Linked DNA regions of Rattus norvegicus: region 1 is linked to region 2. Evidence: chromatin contacts called from public Hi-C data. All regions are on one chromosome and are shown on one strand. The core of a region is the stretch at or near the end of the contact, and the rest is flanking DNA. Distances in the headings are between cores, read along the strand shown.

The links. Hi-C and Micro-C count contacts between places; a contact is called where the count stands out from the background.
Region 1: a Hi-C map of prefrontal cortex shows a contact between it and region 2, with 4 times the contacts expected there. The contact joins the promoter of Fundc1 here to the promoter of Kdm6a in region 2. A contact is called at or near these places in 3 of 12 Hi-C or Micro-C datasets (the A7r5 cell line, frontal cortex and prefrontal cortex).

Annotation. Positions count from the first base shown.
Region 1 is chrX:7,664,069-7,669,725 of GRCr8, reverse strand. Fundc1 (FUN14 domain containing 1) reads right to left here and starts at 2,939. Exons shown (of 5, transcript NM_001025027.1): 1 at 2,779-2,939; 2 at 1,931-2,087. The coding sequence starts at 2,806.
Region 2 is chrX:7,058,632-7,064,270 of GRCr8, reverse strand. Kdm6a (lysine demethylase 6A) reads left to right here and starts at 4,311. Exons shown (of 30, transcript NM_001427597.1): 1 at 4,311-4,829; 2 at 5,041-5,104. The coding sequence starts at 4,672.

The DNA of each region.
Region 1 (5,657 bases), core at 1,690-4,189, 610 kb before region 2:
ATAGTTCCTCTTTAATGACACAATATCACATTAATGTTATATCCTGAGATTTCAAATATTTTCTACACTGAATCTATACTACAGTCCAAGTCATTACAACAAATCACCTATGTAGCTGGCAATATCACTTAGAGGTAGAGTGCTTGCAAAGTCCTGAATCTGTCCCCACACGAGACAAAAACAATAACAAGCCACCTGAATACAAGTGTCCTATTATACAGATCAGGTCATAAAGATGGCTGAGCAGGTAAAAGCTCTTGCTACTAAGCCTGAAGACCTGAAGTTTGATCCCCAAAATCCACATGGTAGAGAGATTAGACTCCTTCAAGTTGTCCCCTGATCCCCTGATCGCCACATATATACTGGGGACACATCTGTGCCCTGAACACAAATAGATGGATGTAAAAAAACAAACACCCACAAAGTGTTATATAGATCCTGGGTTGAATAGTTGGCTGATACTGATAATCCAAATGAATAATAATAACAATAACAATAATAATAATAATAATTATATTATTGTTGTTGTTATTAAGAATATGTTTCTTATACAGGAGTCAGTAATAAGGGCTCAGAAAAAGAAAAAAGAAGCAAATAGTGAAGTCTCCATTAAATCGCAGGTTGAACGCTACACAAGCTGTGTACTAGTCACTAAGATGGATCTACTAACTTCCGCTCTGCCATTAGACTCTTCAAGAAAACCTGGTAATTATGGGCCTTCTTACCAGGTTTGGTCTACAAGAAGAAAATGTGCAACAATCTGAGAATCCCATTTCTCATTTTTTTTAAAAGAATCTTGTAGCACTGGGCTTTTGGCCATGACTCTCACTAACCAATCACCTCTGGCACCAAATTATAAATGCATTTAAAGGGAGCAGAGCTGTAGTCATCCTACAGTGAACTCTGAGTGACCAAGGCCCTCAGCAAAAACTTCTGTTCTAACTGCATGATTTTTCAATGAAACAGTATCAATACTGTGCCTGTGCTCCATGGAATCTTCAGAATGATTTTTTTTGTTTGCTATAAATTATAAAATGGCATTTACAAGAAGGCATAGGGAACATCATTATTCCAAGGTGCATGAAAAACACACACGAAGAAATGTCATTTACCCATCCCAAAAGGAAGCATGTAAATATTTTAATTAACAGGTGAATTTACCTTAAAATGTAAAGAAAAAACTGCTTACAACTTAAGTACTGTCGCTTCAAAAAGAGTCATCAACATTTTTCAAAATAATGACCTGTTTCTGCCCCTTGTTATCTGGTTAATATTTTATTCCAAAAATAATAGAATTAAAATACATGGTAAAAACAGTGTAAACATGTGTTTACATGAGTTGTTGCTTAGTTAATGGTAATAACCCCTCCTTATTGTACTCCACGTTATTGAATAACAAGTAATCATTTCATTAATTCTAACACAAAAGCAATCTCAGATCTTCTCCAAAGCACTATCATAATCAGAACTAGTGCATCCACAAAAAATAGAATCTGCTGCATCATCGTGAATAATTTTTACAGAGCATTAATGCTTCTGTGTACAGAGCTGAGAATCCTTGAAGCCAGTTTTGCAGTAGGAATTCTTATGCTTTTTTCCAATTGTTGGCACTGAATAGCAAATAACAACTTACTTATAATTAACTTGCTCAAGTTGGAAATTTGATAATGAATTAAAGGAAGGATAAAGGAAGGATAGAGGGTGGAAAATGGAACTATGGTGGGCCTTTGACTGAGGGAATTCATCAAAATCCAACAAGGAGTTTCTGAAGGTTGATGCAACCAATTAGATCAGGGGAAAGACCCAAAGTTGTGCTCTTCTGGAATTAACAGTGGCGAGCCATTGAAGATTTATGGAGGCTAGGCTATTTACAAAAGGACAGTAGCCAAGTTCCCACTGAAATTTAACAAAAAAAAAAAGATGTTCTCACCAGCCAGTCACGCCACCCATTACTATCTGGGTAGCTACTGAGTATTTTTCTACCATAGGTCCGGAACTGTGGCCAAATACACGATTCCACCAGTGGTGTCTTCTTGCATACTCAGTTAAATCCAACACTTCGTAAGACTCGTCATCGCTCTCATAGTCTTTAAAAATACAAAATGGGAAAAAAAATTGGATCAATCTACAGTCAGAAACGGCTCACAATTTGTTTTCATAAAACCTGTGGGACGACTCACTGTTATGTCTGGCCTACAACTAAAAAATGCCCAGATGTAAGCGAACGAGCGTGACTAACTCGATCCCTGAGACTGGGGCCTCAAGTATAAAGGGTCTAGCAACAGCATCCCCATTTCCTTTCCTATGGCACCGGGACACAGAGCCAGAGGCCAGTTGAAATACAAAGCAGTGGGCGGTGACCCGCCCAATCTGAATAAGGTCAGGGCAGGGTGCATTTCCACCCGTGGGAAAAGGGGGAGAGGGGTTGTTCCTCCCAAGAAAAGAAAGGTCAGGAACCCAGCAAGAGGATATCAGAGCAGGACCAAAATGCAACCGACCAAATGGAAATCAATCCGCCAACCCCCTTACAGTTGCAAGATGGAGAAGGGCATGAGGTGGGGGCAGGGCAGGGTCTAGCCTTGGTTAGGTGTGGGTGAGCGAGCTAAGTACTGCAAAGAGGAAAAGGAGACATCTGGTTCGGAGGGGTCTCTCAAAGGGGCTGTGCAGCCACCGAGCCCCAAAAACACTGGAGGAGGGGAAGGGGGAAACACCGTAGGAATAAAAGGTCCAGAGCTGTGGGCAGCGTCCCAGAGACTACTTCGGGCCCTGGCTGCTCACCTTGGGGAGGGGGGTTCCGGGACGCCATGATACCGCCAGCGGCCAGTTGTGGGTGGTCCCCGCCCGCCTCTCCCCAACACTTTAAAGGACGCTCTAGGCCGAGGTGGAAGTCTATGGTCTCTCGTTTTCCTCCGCCTCCTCCTCCACACGCTCACTCACACACACACAAACTCTCACACACAGGCTCGTCACCGCCCACGCTTCCCTGCACAGCCCTTTTAACACTTTGTGCGCAGACGCAAGGCTTGGGATTTGGGGAGGAATAGCTGAGTCCCCGCCCCGTGTTTACTTATGGGAAATGTAGTTCGTGCTCTTTTCCACTGTACTCTGGGCATTCCCCCAACGCGCTCTAGAGTTTCCAAGATTTTTTTTTTTAAGCTAAAGGAATGGAGGGAATGGAGGCACAGGGTAATAGAAGAGAATAACCAGTTTAGTGTTGGCAGACTGTTCTTAACAAGTCTTTATTCAGGATGCTCTTCTGAAGTTGTTTTTTTTTTTTTTTTTTTTTTTTTTTTTTTTTTTTTTTTGATTAGGCGTTCTTTTTTTTTTGGCCCTATATTTAACATTTAGTTCTTGCAAGGATCACTTCTCGGCCTTTTAGCTAAGATCAAGGGTAGTTCTTGCAAGAATCCTGCTGACTTTAACAGAAATTTCAGCCTTGCCCCTCTCTTGATGGCTAATAACCCAGACTTTCTCCAGTTAAGAACGCTATTAAATTACCTTAGCAATAAACTCCCCATGCCCTGATTCTTGGTAGGATTCTACACCTTGACACCCTCAGATTATACACTATAAATCTCCAGCTTTTTGTCTGTATTCCAAATTAAAATAAACCCATTATCTATTTTAACAAGTGTCAGGGAAAATATTTTAAAGATGTTTTGTAAAACAACAAAAAACAAAAACCTGTTTTAAACACTATAGAAACAAAAGAGAACACGCTGTTTCAAGCCACAATTTTCTCAGACTTCCAAAAGTTCTCCATGAGACGAGCTTTTTTTCCTTAGTGCCCTGTTAGTTGAGCAGACTTTAGCTTGTATTTTTGTTTGTTTGTTTATTTTTAGACACCTCACATAATCCAGGATTCTCTGGAACTTGCTATGTAGAACATTCTGGCCTCAAACTTGCACAGATCCACCTCCTTCTCCAGTATTGGGATTAAGGCATGTATCACTCTGTTGCTGTGTTTGATTTTACACATGGCCTCGCTGTGTAGCCCAGGCTGGGCTCTGATCCTGGCTGGATTCCTCTGTCTCTCTCTCCAGTACTGTGATTACAAACATTCACCACCAAGCTGTGATTTTAAGAATTGTTATTATTTAAATGTGACATAGGGATAAAGTCAAGTTTTTTAAACACAAAGTTCCATGGATTCTGTAGAACATAACATGTTGAATACCAAATAGCTAATCCAAGTTCACGTAAATTAGCACCAAACTTACTTCAAATATGTACTCTATCTGAATTAGCTGGATGGTTAAAATGAACAGCCTGCTCAGTATTAATATTATTTAAAAATAATAGCTTTGCACTTGATATTTCAAATCTTGCTAGTTTAAAAACCATTCTTGCTTATTAATTTTTCATTTATATAAGCTTGAAAATGGCTTTCAGTCATTTCAGAATACCTCTAAGCAGGTAATATGCCTGCAAATTGGATTGCTTACCTTCATTATCATGAATCTTATTATACTAATTATAATAACTATTAAATAACAGGTATTTCTTAGTTCTTGCCTTATCAATGCAAATAATTCTTAGTCTGTTTGCTTAAATTCTACTTTCCTTTTCAGTTGTTTAGAAAACCAAATTTTCTTTGCTATGGTCTAATGGGATTCCACTATCTTCAGAGTATATACATAAATAGAATGTGTAAATAGAATGGAAATATCCAGCATCTGGAGCCTCTAGGCACACCAACATCTGCTGCCTGGATGTGTGAGCTTGTGTTAATCTCAGGCTTATGGAAAATCCAGAACAATTACATAGTTACAGCATGCCTATAGCTCAAAATGTGCATCATGAGATTTTCACAGTCTTGTGATGAATGCAGTTTCCATTCTATTCTTACATTCTTTTAAAATGAAATCTGGTTGGAGATTGCCAATCAATCCAAACTCAGAAAATGCAAAAGTAAATATGGATTTTTATTTGAATGTCATAAAGCTTGCAATTCAAAGACAGGTTTAAATAGCTCTGAATCCACGTTCTGAGAGAAGGTGGGAAAAGAGAGAGCATATCTGCACCATTAACCATTGGGAAGAACCAAGGGCTATGTAACCAATAAAAGATTTCTATAAGGTTCATTGAAGTCATTTTCTTAGTGATTGATGGGGAAGGGTCCAACACACTGTGGGTGTTGCCAACCTTGGAATCTTGGTTCTGAGTTCTATAAAAAAGCAGGCTGAGGAAGCCATGATAAGCAGGCCAGAAAGCAGTACCCCTCCATAATGTTTCTATCAGTTCTTGCCTCTAAGTTCCTATCTTGCTTGAGTTTTTGTCCTGAATTCCTTCAATGATGAACAGTGATATGAAAATGTAGGCAAAATAAAGTTTCTTCCCAACTTGCTTTGCTCATGGTGTTTCATCATAGCAACAGTAACCCTAAGATACTACTATACCCAGCAAAGTTTCAATGACAATAGATGGAGAAAATAAGACATTCCATGGTAAAACCAAATTTAAACAATATGTATGAACAACAATCTAGGCCTATAGAAGGCGTTGGAAGAAAAATCCAACCCAAGAGGTTAACCACACCCATGAAAACACAAGGAATAAATAATCCCAGAGCAGCAAATCAAAAGAGAGGACACACACACACACACACACACACACACACACACCACCACCACCACCACCACCACCATCACCATCAC
Region 2 (5,639 bases), core at 3,062-5,561:
GTTCCCCAATTTTTAATGAAACTGATTGGAGACGCAGTGTCTTCTGATCATTGCTTTATGGGGATGGGAATTTTGGCTTCCAATTATAGCAACCTGGTGGGGATGTATAAGAAATAAATTATTGGTATAAGAAATAAAATATTTCTTCTACTGACAAATTGGGGGTGGTAGAAGTAGTGAAAATCCTGACCTCCCACTAGATCTCCTTTGACACCAATTCAGGAGGGGCAAATGACCCTCATAACTACTGGGTAGGGTATACATTCAGCCTGATAAGGTAAAGCAGAAGTTCCCAATCCATTCTTACAACTGAAGATTTATAGTGGCTCCTTATCTCAGTATAACCTTAGCCTATTTTTCATTCAACCATCGGTTGAATAATCTTTTCTAGAAAATACTGTTTATATATATTTATTCACCTACTATGTGTGTGTGCGTCTGTTTGTGTGAGTGTGTATAGGACAACTTCTAGGAGTTGGTTCTCTCCTTCTGCCTGTGAGTTCCAGGGATCCTTCAGGGAGTAGCAAGCTCCTTTACTCACTGAGCAATGTCAGCATTGGGTAATCTTTATGATTATTATGGGAAGAACTGGTGAAAAATTTTGAGCTTATTTTTGATCTTGACTGAAATGACTAGTTTTTTGGGGACAGGATGTTATGTACCCTAGGCTGACCTTTAATTATTGACCATACCACCATCTCTGGCTACCAAATGCTGGGATTATAAGCAAAGATAGCCTTATTTAGACTAGATTAAACATGACTGTTAATGCGAGTTTCTATTATGTGTATAGATTCTATGGTACTAACATTAACTATATTCTTCTGCTTCAGGCTAAGTATTTAGTTGTTTGAAATAGGTTAAATTTATTCTATCATAACTGGTTGAATAGTGATGGAACTTACACCATGTATAATACTGCTTCAAATTATACATGAAGTAGTCCATAAATTGATTTAATTTTATATAGTTTTAAAATATTGATTTACCTGTGCAAGTTTTATGAGGTTAGCAAATTCAGATTAAATTTTTTCTAGCTTCTGTTGTGTTGTTAGAACTATAAACAAATCTAGACTTGACGTAATTTTTCCTTTTTGAATAAATGAGAGGTATATCAATGCTGAGATTATATACCTAAATGTGAAATAAATTAGGATTGCTTGTGGTCAGGCTTATGGGGAGGGTGAAGAATGAGAGGAAGTGATTTGTAGTATAGTGTAGTGACAAAAAATTTAGACCCCATATGTGAAAGAAAGAAAAGATCTCAAACATCAAAATTGTAAATTTTACTTTTTTATTTGATGCTGTAGATTGAAAGGCCCTGAGTATACTAATCACATCCTGGGTCTTAACAAGGCTTTGAATTCTGTATTATATATCTAGTACTTCATTTATCTTATAGTATCTAACTTTCTTCGTTTTCTCTTTTCTTTTTTTGGTGTTTGTTTTTCAAGGGTTTCTTTGTGTAGACCAGGCTGGCCTCAGACTCAGAGATCCATCTGCCTCTGCCTTGTGATTGTTGGGATTAAAGATGTGAGCTCCCATGCTGACCACAGTACCTTATCTATAAGATAATGTCATTAAGTAGTTACAGTTTGGTAAAGAAATTTTTATCCTTATTTGTGTGTGTTCATGGGCATGTGTGTGTCCTAGGAAACCTGTGAAGGTCAGAAGACAACTTGCAGGAATCAAGTTTTGGACTCTGGCAAATATTTTGAGGGACCAAGTTATTGAAGGTTGGTTGCCCCACTATATTGTGGTAGAGATAGGATTAGATTTGTATGATGTAACACAGACCAGGCTCTTATTGTGATACTACTCATCCTTCTGCATTTTAATGCCCTCCTTTGTAGCCTAGCATGACTTTCAACCTAGCATTCTACCAACTGAGCTAAATCAGCCCAGGTTTGGTTTTTATAGTAATTATTATTATTTGTTTTGACACATGGTTTCTCTATGTAGCCCTGGCTGTCCTTGAACTCATAGATCCACCTGCCTCTGCCTCCCAAGTGCTGGGATTAAAGGCATGTGCCACCACTGCCCTGTCATAGTAATAATTATTATAAAACATAATTTTCCATTTTTGTATGTCATAAGTTTAAAATTGCATTAATTTTCTCAACAGTGAATGAGAAAGGCTCTACACTTATTTTACATACATTTGACACATGATAAACTATGTAAATGCCAAAAAATTACATAGATATGTAAGACATATTTTATTATATGGAAGCTGCCTCATGTTTGATGGAGGATAAATCCTTGGAGTTGGCCTGGTTTGGCCAGGAATGGTGTTACATGTCTATTATCCCAGAACTGAGGAGTTTGAGGCAGGAGAACACAGAGGCTAGCCTGGGCTACAGAGCAAGACCCTGTCTCATAAAATCTGTGCCCCAACAAACTAGAATTTCCTCGAATGAAAAACAACAGCTTTGGTTTAGAGGTCACAGGGCTTGTACAAAGGCTCAGAAATCAGTTGTGCTAGCTAGACTCCAACCCCTCCCCATCACTATATCTCTAAAACTCTAACCTTATCATTGGAGGACAGGAAGGCGCTGAGACATAGGTTGCCTTATATCATCACTCTTGGAAAGGGACTGACAAAAACCAGTAACTTTGGTGATGTGGCCAAATACTGACAGATTTCATTTCTGCTTGTGCAAGTGTCCATGTGGTAGTGGGCCAAAACCCTCCCAGGTTTTGAAGGTCACAATTTGTGACACTTAACAATTCGTATGTTAATTTAGGTATAGAAAATATTCAGTCCCCTGTACTCACTCATTCAAGTAAAATAGAACACCATAGAAGAACATGTTTTGTAAAAGTGTAATTAAACACGAAATACAATCCATATAAAACTAGAGTTTATTCATCTAGTTACTAGTCTCCAGGCAACAATTTAAAGCTCTGTCTGTCTGCAAAATTAGTTGGGATTTTTAGTCCCTCATTTAATACAGCTAGGATTTACTGACTCAGCAGTACATATTCTGAAATCTGTTTAAATATATCTTATTGATTACAGGTGCAAACTTACATATAGAACTTGGTTTATAAAGGGATCTTTTCTTCGTATAGTTCATTTATTAATAATATTTCCTATTCCCAAAGACTGGAGGTGTGATGAGATACATCACATTATATCTGCCTTTCCAAAATAGTCGATAGAAGGTTTGGTCTATCTCCTGATTATACTATGGATCAAACACCAGATTTATTTGCACGTGAGGGAAAGAGCGAGCAAATGTTACTACTGCTAAGGGTTTCCGTAAGTAGTGGAAGCAGAAAAAGGCTTTTCTGGTCAGGAAGCTGCGTTGAAGGTTCTATTTATTAATGGCCAGTTCACATACAGCTCCTACTCTTCATGGAGGACCCACTGAGATGGACAGCACAGTATTAACGAATTACTGCTAGGGCAGAGGGTATATGCAAGCAGCAGGAATACTTGGCCCGAAAGTGCTGCCAACAGACAGACCTTTGGCGGTGGGGTGCCGGGGCCAGCGCGCCAGACCCCCGCAGGCAACTCTTCATTCCATCCTGCCTGGGATGTGTGGGCAGGGTTCAGGGGACCTTTTCCCCTTCCCCTTTCCCTTCTGAGAGGAAGGGGGCTTCCGACTGCCTGTGCGGCCTTGTCTAGGGCGGCGCCCAGGCTGACGGGTGTGGGGCCGGCTGCTGCTCCTCTGGCGCACTCCTCGTGGAGGCTATTATTTCCAGCAGGGGCAAAGAGTGCGCCTTCTACCGAGGGCAGAGGTATGGGACTGAGTGTTCCCTCCCCGCGACTCAGCTGCTGTCCCTCCCTGTGGGGATCGATATTCCCGGAGTGCGCGAGCGCCGGCCGGACCACCGAAAGCCAGTTTTGGCCTACCCCAGAGCTTCCGGGAAGCCAGAGGCAGTCCTCGGCGTCCGGGCTCTCGCCCGCCGCGGGCGGTGCCGGACCTCGCCCCGCCAGAGCGCTCCCCTCCCCCTCCGGATCCCACCACGGATCCCGAAGGGACCCGGCCGGGACCCTTCATTCTCTGCTCGTGTATTTAAGTAGCACAACCTAACCAGCTGCTCCCACTCGGTGACAACCCTACTCAGGACAGACGCGCCCATCAGCCAACCACGGACCAGAACTGGCGAGCATCCCGCTCCCGGGTCTGTGGCGGCCTTGGTGGGCGGGGCTAAAGCAGCTAGCAAGTTGAGTGGAGCCACGACTGACGCGAGTCAACAAAGGTCACGTGGGCCTAGAGGGCTGCTGTGATTGGCCGCGCTGGCCGGGCAGGGGAGGGGGGGTCACGGCGGCGGCGTGGGGTTTGCTGTGTGACACAATTACAACAACTTTGTGCTGGTGCCGGGGAAGTTTGTGTCTCCTACGAATCCCCCCGGAGATCCCGCTCCTCGCGCGCTCCGGCCATTCCCGTCGTCCCTGCCTGTGGCTGTCCCCTTCCCACCCCCGCGATGTGACCCTACAGCCGAGTCGTCGCTGCTCCCGACCCAGTGGCTCCACAGCCTGTGCGGCCGCTGCCTTCACCTCTACCGCGTTAGGATTTTTCGCCGCCGCCTCTCGCGGCAGAGGAGGAGGCAGAGATAAAGTTGGTGTGCCGGTCCCGTGCGGAGATTGAAAGCGTCCTTGCGGGCTCCGGTCCGGGGAGGGGGGTGTCGGCGTTGGAGTTGTGAATTCGCTACGTTTCCATGAAATCCTGCGGAGTGTCGCTCGCTACTGCCGCCGCCGCCGCCGCTTTCGGTGATGAGGAAAAGAAAATGGCGGCGGGAAAAGCGAGCGGCGAGAGCGAGGAGGCGTCCCCTAGCCTGACAGCCGAAGAGAGGGAGGCGCTCGGTGGACTGGACAGGTATGAGGAGCGGGCAACGGCCGGGGCGGCTCCGGACAGGCAGGCGCTGCTCTCCGAGGAGGCCGGAGCGCGGCTCGCCTGTGGCGGCGGTGGGGCGGGCACCTCGGCTTGGAGCTCTCGGCGCTGCTGATGCCGGGGCCTCGGGCTTTGGCACGGACCGGTCGGTGGCTTTTCCGGAGCACTAACGAACCGCGTGTGTCTTTCTCCGCAGCCGCCTTTTCGGGTTCGTGAGGTTTCATGAAGATGGCGCCAGGATGAAGGCCCTGCTGGGCAAGGTGAGGCAGCCGCGGGCCGGAGCGCGGACACGGTCTCTAGGGCCAGAGGCGCGATCGCCCGGGGCCCCGGGACCGGGTCACCACTCATTGTGGCCTCGAACGACGGCCGAGGGGCTTCCGGAAAACTATTTCCTGCTGCTGCGCTCTCCTCTACCTCTTGGTACCTCGCTTGTTCTCTTGAGAGATCACTTCTCTTAGCCAGAGGACAGAGGCAGCAGCGCATTCGGGGCCAAGCTCTTGTGGGGCTTCCAAATTGCCTCCGATTTTACCGCCCTTGGGGGCTAGGCCGATGATCTCCGAGGAGATCATGTGGAGAGTCATGAGTTCGTAAACGGGTGCAGATTTCCTTAAATTCCCCGCTCGTTTTCTCCCCTGGTTTTAAAGCCTCTTTAGGCAGGTTGTCCCTAATGTCTGCTGTTAGCCAAACATTTCGGGATGGCTTCTTGTCTCTGCTCCCTGAAGGGGGAAGTTGCACGCAGCTTAGGTCTGTAAAGAGTTTGCATGGGGCTGTTGACACGTATCTCAATCGGTGTGT